2 separate regions of the Podarcis muralis genome follow, and region 2 is linked to region 1. The links are chromatin contacts, called in public Hi-C maps. All regions are on one chromosome and are shown on one strand. The core of a region is the stretch at or near the end of the contact, and the rest is flanking DNA. Distances in the headings are between cores, read along the strand shown. Region 1 holds the start of SIRT6 (sirtuin 6). Region 2 holds the start of RAB8A (RAB8A, member RAS oncogene family).

Region 1 (7,904 bases), core at 2,366-4,865:
GCCGCTTCTGGCAAACCAGAGCAGCGCACGGAAACACCATTTCCCTTCCCGCCAGAGTGGTACCTATTTATCTACTTGCACTGGTGTGCTTTTGAACTGCTAGGTGGGCAAGACCAGGGGCCGAGCAACAGGAGCTCACCCCGTCATTGCGGGGATTCGAACCGCCGACCTTCTGATTGGCAAGTCCTACGCTCTGTGGTTTAACCCACAGCGCCACCTGCGTCCCTCGGCAACTGTCCTACCAGTTCCCAAAACATCTGGGCTGGCGACAGCTGCCTTTTGGCTACCAGATGCGGCCTTCCAGGCACCGCCAAACTACAACACCCACCAGGCCCCCTGCATGGAAGCACAATCAACGGCTGGGGATGGTGGGAGTTGTGGTTCAGAAGCGTCTTGGGCAGCGGCAAAAAGGTTCCCCATTGCTGCATTAAGGCCCCAAATATTGTGGTCTTTCCTCCCCTCCACCTGACCTCAGACGTTTCAATTCCCCCTTTCCCTGCTGCACCACATCCTCGCATTTAATTTTGCAATGGAGGCAGCTGGAACCAGGCGGAGGAATCTCCCTGCCACCGCCGCCACCACCCACAGGAAGCCAAGGTACCCACATCGCCGGAGAGGGTACCTACTTTCCGCATTTCATGCATTCCTCCACAAACATGTTCCCGTGCAACTCCGCCAGTTTGTCCCTGCGGAAGAGGAGGAGAAAAGAGAGGGGGAACTTTGACAGGTGGATTGACAGCTTGATGCTGTAAAAGGATCCGAGATCAGACCAGAGGCTTTGCTTTTTTAAATGTGCATGGAATCGCGGAATCGTGGAGCTGGGTGCATGACAGAGAGCTTGGACCCGCGACCCAGAGATCGGCAGTCTCACGCTCTGCCCCCTGAGCTGTCCCAGAGCTTAATGAAAGCGTTTTCTTCACACTGCCACGGGAAGCGTCCCCTTACCTGGGGAATCCCGAGCGTACGTGGAGACCGTCCACGTTCTGGCTGACCAGGAACCGCAGGACGCCGGCTCTCTGCAGCTCCAAGAGGGCCATGTGGGTCGTGGACGGCCGCGCGTTCTCAAAAGTGGTGTCGAACTTCGGGGACAGACCCCGCTCCTCCATGGTCCAGACGCCATTGGGGCCTCTGCAGGGAACAGAGGGGCAAATCCTTACCGGACGGAAGGGGTGCTACCCAGCATCTTTCTGGGTGACCCATAACAAATCAGCGGCCTTGGAGGGGGGTGTAAGGGGTTCCCAGGTCCCAAATAACTGTCGCTCCGCTCACCTGAAGTCTGGGATTCCCGAAGACGTGCTGATGCCAGCTCCGGTGTGGAAAACCACGTTGGAAGCCTCCCGGATCAAGAGGGCCAGCTGGGCTACTTTCCTGTCCAGCTCGTCTGGAGGGTCAAAAAACTGAAGGGGAGGTTGCGTGGGTGGGTGGGGGGGGGGGAGAGAAGAAAACAGAGGAAGCGCAGGATAGGTCAGCTGGGAAAGTTGCAATTATTCTCCTCTGTTAATTTATATAACCTGCCTTTTCCCCATCAGGGACTCTACGTGGGGCTACCTTTGAAGGTGACCCGGAAACTGCAACTAATCCAGAATGCGGCAGCCAGACTGGGGACAGGGAGCGGAGACCATATAACACCAGACCTGAAAGACCTGCATTGGCTCCCAGGACATTTCCAAACACAATTCAAAGTGTTGGTGTTGACCTTGAAAGCCCTAAAGGGCCCTGTATCCCTGAAGGAGCATCTCCACCCTGGACACCGAGGTCCATCTCCAGAGGGCCTTCTGGCAGTTCCCTCCCTGTGAGAAGTGAGGTTACAGGGAACCAGGCAGAGGGCCTTCTCGGTGGTGGCACCCGTCCTGTGGAATGCCCTCCCACCAGATGTCAAGGAAATAATTAACTACAAGACATTTGGAAGACATCGGAAGGCAGCCCTGTTTAGAGAAGCTTTTAATGTTAAATAGACTACTGTACAGTGGTGCCTCGCAAGACGAAATTAATCCGTTCCGCGAATCTCTTCGTCTTGCGAAGCACGGCTATTAGCGGCTTAGCGGCTTTAAGAAAAAGGAAAAAACCTCACAAGAACTCGCAAGACATTTCGTCTTGCGAAGCAAGCCCATAGGGAAAACCCTTTCGTCTAGCGAGTTTTTCGTCCTGTGAGGCATTCGTCTTGCAGGGCACCACTGTATTTTAATATTCTGTTGGGAGGTGCCCAGGGTGGCTGGCCATACCCAGCCACATGGGCAGGGTAAAGGGACCCCTGACCATTAGGTCCAGTCGTGGCTGACTCTGGGGTTGCGGCGTTCATCTCGCTTTACTGGCCGAGGGAGCCGGCGTACAGCTTCCGGGTCATGTGCCCAGCATGACTAAACCGCTTCTGGCGAACCAGAGCAGCGCACGGAAACGCCGTTTACCTTCCCGACGGAGTGGTACCTATTGATCTACTTGCACTTTGAGGCGCTTTCATACTGCTAGGTGGGCAGGAGCAGGGACCGAGCAACGGGAGATCACCCAGTCGCAGGGATTTGAACCGCCGACCTTCTGATCGGCAAGTCAGGGTCAGAGAGGGGAATAAAGGAAAATGACTCTACCAATATCAGATATATAGTATTCTGCCTTAATACCCTACAATAATGTAAACTGTGCCTTGGAGAATGTATCATTTACTGCTGTACCTAAACGTATCATTTTTGCTGTATCTTATTCATTGACTTTAACAATGTATCTTTACTAAAATGTATTTTTCCTCAATAAGCTGTTCCATGCTGTTCTTTTCTGAATGTATCCAAAAATAAATAAATAAATAAATGGAAACCAAAAAAACAAAACAAAAAAAAGATAAATGGAACGAAACGAGTGAATTTAATAAAAATAAAACAAACGGAAATAAAAATGAAACGAAACAAACGGGAGTGAAAACAAAAAGAACGAAAGGAAACAAAGGAACGGACGGAAATAAAAATAAAATACATGGAAATTAAAAACAAAAAGAATGAATGAAATGAATGAATGAATGAATGACTTATGAAATGAAACACAGTAAAGCAAAACAGACTGGAAATATAAATGAATAAAATAATAAATATAAATAAAATAAAATAAATAAATAAAAATAAAATAAATAAAATAAAAATAATAAAAATAAATAAATAAATAAAATAATAAAATATAAATAAATAAATAAATAAAATAATAAAATAATAAAAACTGTGAGCTGAGCGAAGGAAACATAACATTAAAACCAGGAGGCGGGAGGGGGAGGGGGAGGGAATCCCCAACATCCGGGTCCTTCGCGTTCCATCCTCCACATCCGGGTCTTCCCCCCCCTCGGCCTCCACATCCGGGTCCTTCCCGGGCCTTTTTCCCCCTCAGGCGCCCTCCTCGCCCCTCCCCCCCCGCGCAGAGTCCAATGGGGGAGGGAGGGGGGAGTCTCGGTATCCATGGCAACCCTTCCCCACCCACCCCGTCCCCCCTCCGCTCACCTCCGGGAGGCCGCACTTGCCCTTGTCCGAGTACGGCGACAGCCCCGCCGCGTAGTTCGCCGACATCCCGACTGTTCCCCCTTCCCCTCTGCCAATAAAGTTTCGCCGCCGCTTGTTGAGGAGCTTCCGGTAACGACGGCGCCGGAAGGGGCGTTGCCGAAAAGGAGCCGGACAGAAAGCCTCCTTCTGCGCACGCGCGATTTTATCCGAGTCGTCGTCTCCATGCTCGTTTCGGGAGGAGGAGGCCGGCGGCGCCATCTTGGTTCCTGGCAGATGGAGCCGCTTCCTGGTTTAGCGCCGGCGCCATCTAGCGGGCGGCATCGTAGCTGCACCGTTTGTTTCTTGCAGAGCTGTCCAAATGCTATTTATTCTGTTACGTTGTGAGATATATTTTGGGTGGTTTTTTTTTTAAATTCTGCAACATGCTCTTTTTTTAAAAAAAAATTAATAAATTTTATAAATTAATAAATAATTTTTATTGAATGATTTTATGTTACAAAAAACAATACAGCCGTACTACCACTAAATATAATTAAGAAATAAAAATTACATACATCAATATTTAGTTTGTTATTTGTTATTTACCGTCTTATTTCCTCCGAAACATTGCATACAACAACACACATATGTGCGGACACCCACACACCCACAGAAAATGATAATAATGAAAGTTAATATTTCACCCCCTTTTATCTTCCAAAATCTTTTCTTCATCTATGACTTCCTGTCAAGTCCCTTTGCATATATTTTATCTTACATTTGAATTCTGCAACATGTTCGCTTCTGTTTTACATGCCACGTGGGTGACTTTTGTTTTTGAATCAACAGCATGATGCATGTCATTGATTGCTAAATCGTATTATGTAGTGTTATTAATTGATCCATCGTTATAATCCCCGCAATTAAAAAGCAGAATTAGTCGCCGTAAACATGAATCAGAATTAAGTAACAGGCAGCAAAGATGCAATGGAAGATGTCAATTGCATATATACACAGAAGCATTGTACACAGGTCAATACATTCGCAGGGTTTTAAGATTGCTTGTAATTTTGTTATGGATGGATAATAATGATAATAAAATTTTATTTATATCCCGCCCTCCCTAGCCGGAGGCGGGCTCAGAGCGGCTAACAACAGTAAAAATAACACAGCTTAATAAAATCACATTTTAAATAGATTTTTAAAATAGGTTTTAAATTTAATAATGGACGTGCACTATGTCAATAAATAATAGAGCCATGGAAGGGACTAGAGGGGTGTCAATTTGCATTGTTTTATTTATATTTGTGTTTGGAAAATTAATAAAATGTTGTTACAAAAAAAAAGAGATGTTCAAATACCTTCATGTCTCAGAACCCTGTGTTACCTGAAAGCTGACAACCCTGCCTTTTAAAAACCCTAATTGTTTCCCCTTCCCGACCCCCTCTTAATTCCTTTTTAACGGAGCGACGAGGCTGCTCCTAAGCTCCTGCTTAGGCTGGGATGGTAACCTTACCTGTTACAGGTGGTAACTCAATTCCGCTGGCAGGAGAGGCCGTTCCCCGGGATCCGCCGCTCATTGGTGGGGACGGCATCCAGCTGCTGCGAAAAGGGACCCTGATATGTCGAAACTCCTTTTCAGCCAGGCTCCTGTAAGGAGATCCCTCTGGTCTTGTTTTCCTCCCTTTCCCCCTGTCTCTCGCCTTCGTGGAAGGAGCACAAGGCGCTTGCAAAGTCATCGTACGAAGGGGGAAACTGAGGCAAAGGGCCGCCCCACCAGGAGACCACCTACCGTAAGTTTTGCAAAAGGAAATGGGAGAGGAAAAAGGGATCCTGGAGAGGGATCAGGCCAAAGAGCCATCTATCTCAGCATCCTCTCTGTGCAGAGGTCCGCCTTTAGGGGGAAATTCGCACCCAACTCTCTCCTCCAGCAACTGGTACCCAGAAGCATTTTCTGCCACCCAACAGCAGAGGGGGAAACATAAAATCGAAGACAGTCTTTTCCTTCTCTGGGAATTTGAAGCCGTTGGACACGGTTGCGTCTTGTGGCAATGAGTTCCGTGGTTTACCCAAGGACGCCTTTTTCGTTGGAGGGGATGGAATAGGACGTCCCTATTTTCACGGGAGAAACGTTGGAGGGGATGGAATAGGACGTCCCTATTTTCACGGGAGAAACGTTGGAGGGGATGGAATAGGACGTCCCTATTTTCAGGGGAGAAACGTTGGAGGGGATGGAATAGGACGCCCCTATTTTCAGGGGAGAAACGTTGGAGGGGATGGAACAGGACGTCCCTATTTTCAGGGGAGAAACGTTGGAGGGGATGGAATAGGACGCCCCTATTTTCATCTGAGAAATGTTGGAGGATATGTTCCCTAACCTGAATCTTCTCTATCGTATCTCCTCTGCTTTTTTTGTAAATTACTCATAGCATCATAGAATAGTCGGGTTGGAAGCGACCCTGGGGGTCATTTAGTCCAACCCCCTGCAATGCAGGAATCTTTTGCCCCACACAGGACTCGAACCCACGACCCTCGGATGAAGCATCCCGCCCTCTACTGGCTGAGCTACCCAATGTTCGTTTTGTGACCTTTGCTAATAGGAGTTGTTGCAGACGCTCAATCGCTTCGGTTGCATTTCCAGCTCTGCAAGATTCTTCTTAGAGCTTGGCTTACTCTCAGAAGCTATAGGGAATTCCCAGCTCCCTCTTGGCTGTTGCGTTACCCCATGTGGAGCTGAGTTCCCCTGGATAAACCAATCAGCTTGCAAAGCAGTGCAGAGTTCGTCTCTGTCCCCCAGCGGGGTGCAAAGACGCCCTCTAATTAGGCCACACGGGGATGGGGAACAGGCCGGGCCGGCCGTATCCAGAGAACCGAGTCCTGGTTTCGCATCCCAAGTGGGATGGATCCCCCAAGCAACCGCTTGCTTCTGGGCCCTGGGTGCGAAACATGGAAGGCCTCGGAGCTGAGATCACAATTCTGCTAGGATTAGTCCTAGGTGGAATCCACAGCCATATATTTTAAAAACCTGCTTTTTGGGGGAGAAAAGTTTTGAAAAAGATGTTGAATTTTGCATAGCTCACCATCGCCATCTAGTGCCGCCTTTGTATATTGCACTTTAACAACACATTACTACTACTACTACTACTACTACTACTACTACTACTAATTTTAAACACTTTATTTGCAGCCGAGTCCCCTAGCGTATAAAAGCCCTAAACAGCTTTGGACCCAAATGCCTCCAAGAGCATCCATCTCAGACCCTACGATCGGCAGGCGGGTCCTTCTTAGTGGTGTCCCCTCTGGAGCTGCCACAGAGAAGGCCCTGTCCTCTCCCCTGAGCTTCTGAGGGCAGCCGAGAGGGTCTCTTCTGACTCTTTTAATACCAGTTATTCAGGGCCCAAGGATAATAATAAGGTTATTATTTATACCCTGCCCATAAAATCTCGGCTGTATCAAAAGATGGGATTTTAATGGAACCCTGCCAGGAAGCCTTTGGGGGCAGATGGAGGTTTTGGGTTGTCTCCAAGAGCAGCCCAGCAATCTAGCCGGGGTGTTTGCAGAAGACGGGGGCCAGGTCATTTCTGCCCCAAAGGCGGCATGCTTAACTCGAAGACCCTTGGACTTATTTCTGAAGAAATACCCTACATGTTTAAGATCTCTTAATCTGTCTGTTTCAGAAATCAAGAGCGCACCTGAGATGAAGAGTCTCAAGGCCAGGTTTAAGAAGTCTGATGTGAGTTGTTGTTGTTGAAAATGCACCTCTGGGTTATTTGTGGGGCCTGCATGGTGTTTTTACACGAGTAGAATGTGTGCTTTTGTTTAAAATGCATCTCTGGGTTATTTGTGGGGCATAGGAATTCGTTCATTCCCCCCCCCCCCAAAATATAGTCCGGCCCCCCACAAGGTCTGAGGGACAGTGGACCGGCCCCCTGCTGGAAAAGTTTGCTGACCCCTGTATTAGAACCTCTCTGTCTTATCCGGATTGAACTTCAGTTCAGGCCAGCAAGCCTGGGGAACCACCTGCTACTAGATAGAACCTCTTTGTCTTATCTGGATTGAAATTCAGTTCAGGTCAGCAAGCCTGGGGAACCACCTGCTACTGGATAGCTGATCCTCACGGTCCCTTCGAAAGGACTAAACTTCAGTTCAGGCAAGCAAGCCTGGGGAACCACCTGCTACTAGATAGAACCTCTCTGTCTTATCCGCACTGAACTTCAGTTCAGGTCAGCAAGCCTGGGGAACCACCTGCTACTAGATAGAACCTCTCTGTCTTATCTGGACTAAACTTCAGTTTAGGCAAGCAAGCCTGGGGAACCACCTGCTACTAGATAGAACCTCTCTGTCTTATCCGCACTGAACTTCAGTTCAGGTCAGCAAGCCTGGGGAACCACCTGCTACTAGATAGAACCTCTCTGTCTTATCTGGACTAAACTTCAGTTTAGGCAAGCAAGC
Region 2 (7,904 bases), core at 3,974-6,473, 210 kb before region 1:
GGCCACTTTTTGAGGCCTGCCAGCCGATGGCGACGGCTCAGGCGATGGCCGAGGGGTATAGACAGATCGGAGTGTGAGGAGGCAAGAACAAACGCAAGGAAGTTCTCCAGCTCCCACCCCACCCCGAGACGCAGAGGTCAAGTGGGCAGCTTCCAGGTCACTGAATCAGAGGGTTTCCTCGTCCTTCAACCATCTCACGGCTGACATTATCAAACTTGCAAGCTCAGGCTGCACAGGAAAAGCATTTCAGTTCCCAAAATTGATCCCGGCTGCGCAGATAAAATATAGTGGACAGAATTCTACAGGGTGTTAAGCATGTGAGAACAGTCCAGATCGCAGGCATCTTCTCTTGGTCGTCAAGCAGACGATAGTGAAGGTGCCTAATTTCGAACACTGTTCTTAGAAGGAAGGGAGATTTGGCGATGGAGCTGAGGGAAGGGGGTTCTCCTTCTCTGGTCATCTTTGTGCAGGCCGTGGGGTGTGCACGTCCTCCCGGGGGCAGGGATCTTATAACGCCGCCCCCAGTGCAATGGGTCCACACCCTACAAGCGTAAGGGACCTTCCTCCGAAAGCTCATAAGCAGAAAGGCATACTCACAAGGAGGTTCACCGATTCAATGACGTCCAGGAAGACCTCGTTTTTCCGGTACTTGATCCCTTCCGAACGCCAAGACACGGCGTTGGTAACGGTGGCCGGAGGGCGCGGCGCTCCCGTCTCCAGCTTGTGACCTTCTTGGGTTATGTACCTTTCCGAAAACACAGGCAGGAAGTCAAAACGCAACGCTCTGCACCTTTCCGCCCCAGAGACATGTTTAAAATGATTCCCCAGCTGGCCGGAAAATAACAAAGAGGTTATAACAAAGGGCAGACAGAGGGACACACCACCGATCTCTTCTCCCCCAAACCCCAACTTGTGTCTCTAGACTCAGCCTACACAGCAGCTGCTCTTGAGCTCAGACATTTGCAAGCGGGGAGCCACCGCAGAAAAGGCCCGCCACCCGTCGGTAGCAACTCTCTCCTCTCCTGCCAAGATTTCAGCAGCCAATTTTGAGTCTCCGGCTGCTTCTCTCGGAGATTCAAACCAGACACTTACTCTTGTAAAATCTTGCTGTCCGTGGTCTGTGGGTATCCAAAATCCATCAGCTCGTCTAAGAGTTCGTAAATGATCACAAAGTTGTCTCGGATGCTCTCTTCCTCCAGCTCTTTGAAATACTCGGAAAACACCTGAAACGGTCAGGAAAGAGCACGAGGTCACCCAGGACCAAAGGTTAAAGTGGCAGGTAGCAGGTCTCCTCAAATAAAAAAAAGGTTGTTCACAACCTTTGAAACTGCTAATGCTGGAAAGGCGGGGAATGCATTCGTCAACCATTCCCAGATTTCTCCATCGCTGTTGACTCAATGCTGTACAGTGATACCTTGGTTCTCAAACTTAATCCGTTGTGGAAGTCCATTCCAAAACCAAAGCGTTCCGAAACCAAGGGGCGCTTTCCCATAGAAAGTCATGCAAAACGGATCAATCTGTTCCGGACTTTTAAAAACAACCCCTAAAACAGCCATTTAACATGAATTCTGCTATCTAACGAGACCACTGATCCATAAAATGAAAGCAATAAATGACTTACTGCAGTCACACAATCAATCAGTAGCTGAACTGGGTTCCACACAATCACAAAAACAAAACAAAAAGAGCCACAAAAACGCAAAATAAATAGCAAAACAAGACAGACCTCAGCGTAATACTCAAAATGGAAGTGTGGCATTCAAATCGGAGCACATTCGGCTTCCGAAAGGTCGCCAACCGCAACAGCTACTTCCGGGTTTGCAGTGTTTGGGTTCCAAGGCGTTTGAGAACCAAGAGACCACTGTATTAGGCTCCTTTGCACAAGGGAATGACAAAATCCACATGCGGGAAAACCCTCAGGGCCTCAACATCTCTGATTCAATCTGCAGGAACACAGTAATTGCCACACTTACCTGAACGACCTTGTAGAGGAAGGAAAACACCAGAGAGACGCAGGCGTTCTTCTTAGAAGTGGCAACCACTGGGAGGGGGGCTGTGTTGAGGAGTTTGTCGCTTAAAAGGGGGGGCATCAACAAACACATTTGCAGGTTTTCAAGTTGACGGTTCTCTGTATTTCTTTTACATTTTATTCGCTCCGCTTTGCAAACTTCCCTCCCTGTTGACCAATCGCCACAAGGCGGATAATAATGCTAAATTTAACCATGTGAAATCTACCAGGGATGAAGCACAGCAGACCTTTTCCTGGCACTGGCTAGGTTTAAATGAACACAAGCCCCTGTGTTGCAAAAGGTAACAATCTACAAACATGCAAATGGAACACGCTGGCGAATAACTGTTAGTGAATACAGTGGTGCCCCGCAAGACGAATGCCTCGCAAGACGAAAAACTCGCTAGACGAAAGGGTTTTCTGTTTTTTGAGTCGTTCCGCAAGACGAATTTCCCTATGGGCTTGCTTCGCAAGACGAAACGTCTTGCGAGTTCTTGCGAGTTTGTTTCCTTTTTCTTAAAGCCGCTAAGCCGTTAATAGCCGCTAAGCCACTAATAGCCGCTAAGCCGCTAATAGCCGTGCTTCGCAAGACGAAAAAACCGCAAGACGAAGAGACTCACGGAACGGATTAATTTCATCTTGCGAGGCACCACTGTATATAATCGGTTATGATGTCATTCAAAATATACAAACAAGCCACTTCAAAATGATGTATATATTGTACAACACATCTCACAAAATATACAAGTAACTACAAGTAGGGGGGGGTGTTCTACATGGATAAATACGGTATTTTATATTTGGGACCTTGGAATTCTTATAAAAAGGGGATTTGGGGAAGGTGGGGGCTGCCCACCTTCTTCATAGCAACCATCTGCCTTGTATCGTGAAGCAGCCCTCCAAACAGAAGAACTTGGAAAGGCAAGCTTTGCTTTGGCAAAGGATACAATATAAGTTGTTGTGTTTGATCCACATAAATCGGACGCCTCCGTGGGCCAGGATGGGAGACAGAGTCCCTTCCTCTTCCTTCTCCATGAGGATCGGCATGAAATGCTCGACTTCCGACATGTCCACATCTCCGCGGTAATTTCTGCAGATGAGGACCTGGAAGCGGCAGGAGCGTGTGGGGTGGTTTGGGGCAGAGAGAGAGAAAAAGAGAGAATCTTTAGCAGCTGAAACGGAAGTCTAAACCATGACGTTGCCACTGTTCGGTCACACCCAGGAACCGTCCCCTGCAGAAGCACCACCACCGCACCTACATCCGAGGCCCAGAAGGAAACCACTGGCTTCCTGCTTTCGGAAGGAGACAGGGCCAGAAATCTGCAGGCTGCGTTGCTCTTTTTGCAAAAAAAGGCAGTCCCTGCCCAGTGACAGGCAGGGCCTTCCTCTGGGAGGGGAGGTGCAGATCAGCTCCCCACCCAGCTAGCTCCCTGGTCTCTAATAATAATAATAATAATAATAATAATAATAATTAGTATTAGTATTTGTACCCCAGCTGGATGACTCTCTGGTTGTCAATAATAAAAATACCGTAATAATTAGTATTAGTATCCATACTAGCATTGGGACCCCATCCAGCTAACTCCCTGGTCTCTTCTTCTTCTTCTTCTTCTTCTTCTTCTTCTTATTTATTATTTATTAATTTGTTGTTTATATTTATTTGTTTCCTGCCCATATGGCTGAGTTTCCCCAGCCACTCTGGGCGGCTTCCAATAAAACACTATTAAACATGAAGAGCTTCCCTAAACAAATACTGATATAATAATACTGATATTATTTTATTATTATTTATACCCCAGCCACCCTGGTGCAGCTTCCGACCCCGTATCATCCTAATTTTATTATTTCAACCCGCCCATCTGTCATCTGTCACTCTGGGTGGCTTATGTATATAAAAAAGGTAACCAAACATCAAGCCTTTCAGACGTGACAGGGCTGCCTTCCGAGTCCTGGACAGGTGGGCTGCTTTTGGCTAGAGAGGCTCCATTCCTCGGTCCAGTATCCCTGAAGGAGCGTCTCCACCCCCATCGTCCAGCCCTGATACTGAGATCCAGCGCCGAGGGCCTTCTGGTGGTTCCCTCCCTGCAAGAAGTGAGGTTACAGGGAACCAGGCAGAGGGCCTTCTCCGTGGTGGCACCCACCCTGTGGAACGCCCTCCCAGCAGATGTCAAAGAGAAAAACAACTACAGTGGTACCTCGGGTTAAGTACTTAATTCGTTCCGGAGGTCCGTTCTTATCCTGAAACTGTCCTTAACCTGAAGCACCACTTTAGCTAATGGGGCCTCCTGCTGCTGCCGCGCCGCCGGAGCACAATTTCTATTCTCATCCTGAAGCAAAGTTCTGAACCTGAGGTACTATTTCTGGGTTAGCGGAGTCTGTAACCTGAAGCCTGTGTAACCTGAAGCATCTGTAACCCGAGGTAGCACTGTACCAAACTTTTAGAGTCTGAAGGCAGCCCAGTTTAGGGAAGCTTTTAATGTTTAATAGGCTATTGTATTTTAGTGTTTTGTTGGAAGCCTGAGGAAACCCAGCCAGATGGGCGGGGTATAGATAATAAATTATTATTATAATTCCCTTTTCCTCTGCTCATCCCTTGGGGGGGGGGGGAGTCCCACTGGACACCCCCCCCACTGAAGGAACCCCCTCCCCGGCCCCTCCCCCCCCCGCTTTTTCCTGTCAGGCGGAGGCGGGTAGACTGCTCCTGCCCAGGGAGGCTCACCTTCCCTTTGAGGTCCAGCACGTAGACGGCGCTGGCGGACATGGCGAGGCGCTCGGAGGGGGGCGGGGAGGCCCACAGGCGACCCCTCCCGGGCGGCAGCAGCAGCGGCCTCGGCGAGCTCCCAGGCGCCGCTTCCCCGCTTCGGAGCCGGAGAGGCCGCACCAACGACGCGCGCGGGCTAGAGCGGCGCTCTCTTCCGGCGCGCGGGTCGTGACGTAGCTATTACAGCGGCGCTCTCCCTCTTGCTCTTTCGGCGCGCGCATCATGACGTGGACTTAGAGCGTCCCTCTCTCTTTTTCGTCGCGCTCGTCGTGACGTAGAGGCTAGAGCGGCGCTCTCCCTCTTTCGCAGCGCACGCGTCATGACGTCGCCTCCAACGGAGGTTGCTGACGTGGCACCAATGGGATCGCCGGGCCTCGGCCGGAGGCGGGAGTTCCGCCGGCCTCCTCCAATGGGAGCCTCCCCGCCCCGCGGACGGGCAGCCCCGCGGGCCTATCGCCACCCGCGGCCGCCGCTTCCCGGCCTGAGGAACATGGCGAAGACCTACGACTACCTCTTCAAGCTGCTGCTGATCGGCGACTCCGGGGTGGGGAAGACGTGCGCGCTCTTCCGCTTCAGCGAGGACGCCTTCAACGCCACCTTCATCTCCACCATCGGTGCGCCGGCCCCCGCCCCTCTCCGTCGCCATGGCAACCGCGGAGCGCCCCCTCCCCCCCCCCGAGATGGCAGGCCGACCTCGCGGGGTTGGTGGGAGGACCCGGAAGGGGGGGGAAGGCTCCAGCTGACGCCCCCCAAAAGAATTATAATGCACCTGACATCCCCCCAAGATAATAATAATAGCCTGCAACTGACACCCCCTAATAATAACAATAATCATAGCCTGTAGCTGACACCCCCCAAAAGAATAATAATGCAGCTGACACCCCATAATAATAATAATAATAATAATAACAATAATAATGCAGCTGACGGTGCGGGAAACACCTCTGGGGCTGGCATGCAAAGTGCGGGGGGGGGGCAGCCTTGTGGGGAAAGACGGGAGGAAAATAAACGGAGTTCCAGGGGGCAGCAAAAAAGGAGACGGAGAGCTTAATATGTGGCGCTGTGGGTTAAACCACAGAGCCTAGGACTTGCCGATCAGAAGGTTGGCAGTTCGAATCCCCGCCATGACGGGGTGAGCTCCCGTTGCTCGGTCCCTGCTCCTGCCCACCTAGCAGTTCGAAAGCACGTCAAAGTGCAAGTAGCTAAATAGGTCCCGCTCCGGCGGGAAGGCAAATGGCGTTTCTGCTCTGGTTCGCCAGTAGCGGCTTAGTCCTGCTGGCCACATGACCCAGAAGCTGTACACCGGCTCCCTCGGCCAATAAAGCGAGATGAGCGCCGCAACCCCAGAGTCAGCCACGACTGGACCTAATGGTCAGGGTTCCCTTTACCTTTTTAATAATTGTCAGCTGTCAAGTGCCACCTGTTAACTGGCGGGTGGTCTTCTCTGTGCAGGAATCGATTTCAAGATCAGGACGATTGAGCTTGATGGCAAGAAGATTAAGCTGCAGATCTGGTAAGGCAGCCCAGGAAATTATCCTTTCCAGTTTGTTGGGGGGGTGCGTGTTCCTGAGACTCCTACGAGGAAGGGGCTGCCACCCTGACATGGGTGGCAGCCCTACAGATGATCCCTGACAAGGCCACTGTGATGGCAGAGCAGTGGCACAGCTTATGTTGCTGCCACGGCGGGAAGAACGCAGAACATCCCAAAATGGCGCAGCAGCACACTAACCTCCTGGGCCTTCTCCCGGCACGGCGGGCCTTTTACCCCACGCTAGAGCTTCTCGGCCAGCGTAACTTGAGGGCAAGGCAGCGGAGGCCCTGCCTGGCTGTTGTCGTCATTTCTCTTCTTGTGCCTTTCCTCCAGGGACACTGCTGGGCAGGAACGCTTCCGGACAATCACGACGGCTTACTACAGAGGAGCCATGGTGGGTAATAATAATAATAATAATAATTTATTATTTATACCCCGCCCATCTGGCTGGGTTTCCCCAGCCACTCTGGGCGGCTCCCAATCAAGTATTAAAAACAATACAGCTTTAAATATTAAAAACTTCTCTAAACAGGGCTGCCTACAGATGTCTTTTAAAGATAGGATACCTGCTTATTTCCTTCACATGTTCCACAGGGTGGGCACCACTACTGAGAAGGCCCTCTGTCTGGTTCCCTGTAACCTCACTTCTCGCAATGAGGGAACCGTCAGAAGGCCCTCGGCGTTGGATCTCAATGTCCGGGCTGAACGATGGGGGTGGAGACGCTCCTTCTCCCTTTGACTCGGTGCTGGTCTCCCTTTGTCTCGGGTCGCAGCTGACCTTGTTTTTATATACCATATTTTTCACTCCATAAGACGCACCTGACCATAAGATGCACCCTCTCCCCGTTTCTTCTCTTTAGGGCATTATGCTGGTGTACGACATCACCAACGAGAAGTCGTTTGAAAACATTCGGAACTGGGTCAGAAACATCGAAGAGGTATGTTCTCCCGCTGCTCTGTCTCTGTGGTCGGAGGCTGTCTGTTTCTGAATACCAGCTGCGGAAGCTGCCAGAGAGGAGAGTTGCTTTTGTGGAAGTCGTGGTGTATATCCGTGGACACGAAAGCTGGGTGGGAACAACATCAGTCAAGACCAGAGGCAGAAAGAAGCCTCTCTCTGCTGTTGTTGTTGTTACTTTATTGAATTAATATACCGCCCTATACCCAAAGGTCTCAGGGCGGTTCACAAAAAAGATCACTATAAAATCAAAATAAAAGCAATAACCCAATACTTCACCCCCCAAAAAAGAGTCACATTTTAAAAGGGATGTTGACCAGGTCAACCAAATACTTGGTTAAAAAGGAACGTTTTTGCCTGATGCCTAATTTAGTCTGATTTAGATGGGATATCCTCTCCCTCCCAGCCTTTTGCGACTAGAAATCTGGCAGCAACTGTAACATACATAAAGACTCCCCTGAACTTTTGGGGGATTTCATTTCCCATAATTCCTAGCAGGAAGGCTTCGGGTTTTGGGGGGAAGGAGCATTTGAAACGGGCTGCTTCTGTTCTCGGACGCTCAGAGGAGGCTCTCCTCCTCCCCGAGGGCTCCTCTTGTCGCTCCATAAAGCCTGCTTCTCAGAGGTGCGGTTTCTTGCAGGATCCGCTG

What was found. A called contact is a pair of places that touch in the nucleus more often than the background predicts.
Region 2: a contact with region 1 is called in a Hi-C map of blood, with 2.8 times the contacts expected there. The contact joins the promoter of RAB8A here to the promoter of SIRT6 in region 1. A contact is called at or near these places in 2 of 3 Hi-C or Micro-C datasets (blood and tail).

The regions. Positions count from the first base shown.
Region 1 is chr18:12,932,384-12,940,287 of rPodMur119.hap1.1, reverse strand. It overlaps SIRT6 (sirtuin 6), which reads right to left and starts at 3,615. Exons shown (of 8, transcript XM_028713770.2): 1 at 3,474-3,615; 2 at 1,270-1,397; 3 at 946-1,128; 4 at 627-686. The coding sequence starts at 3,539.
Region 2 is chr18:13,140,319-13,148,222 of rPodMur119.hap1.1, reverse strand. It overlaps RAB8A (RAB8A, member RAS oncogene family), which reads left to right and starts at 5,223. Exons shown (of 8, transcript XM_077921970.1): 1 at 5,223-5,383; 2 at 6,222-6,282; 3 at 6,634-6,694; 4 at 7,161-7,238. The coding sequence starts at 5,260. AP1M1 (adaptor related protein complex 1 subunit mu 1) reads right to left here and starts at 4,896. Exons shown (of 12, transcript XM_028713417.2): 1 at 4,728-4,896; 2 at 2,956-3,112; 3 at 1,974-2,041; 4 at 1,093-1,223; 5 at 598-745. The coding sequence starts at 4,769.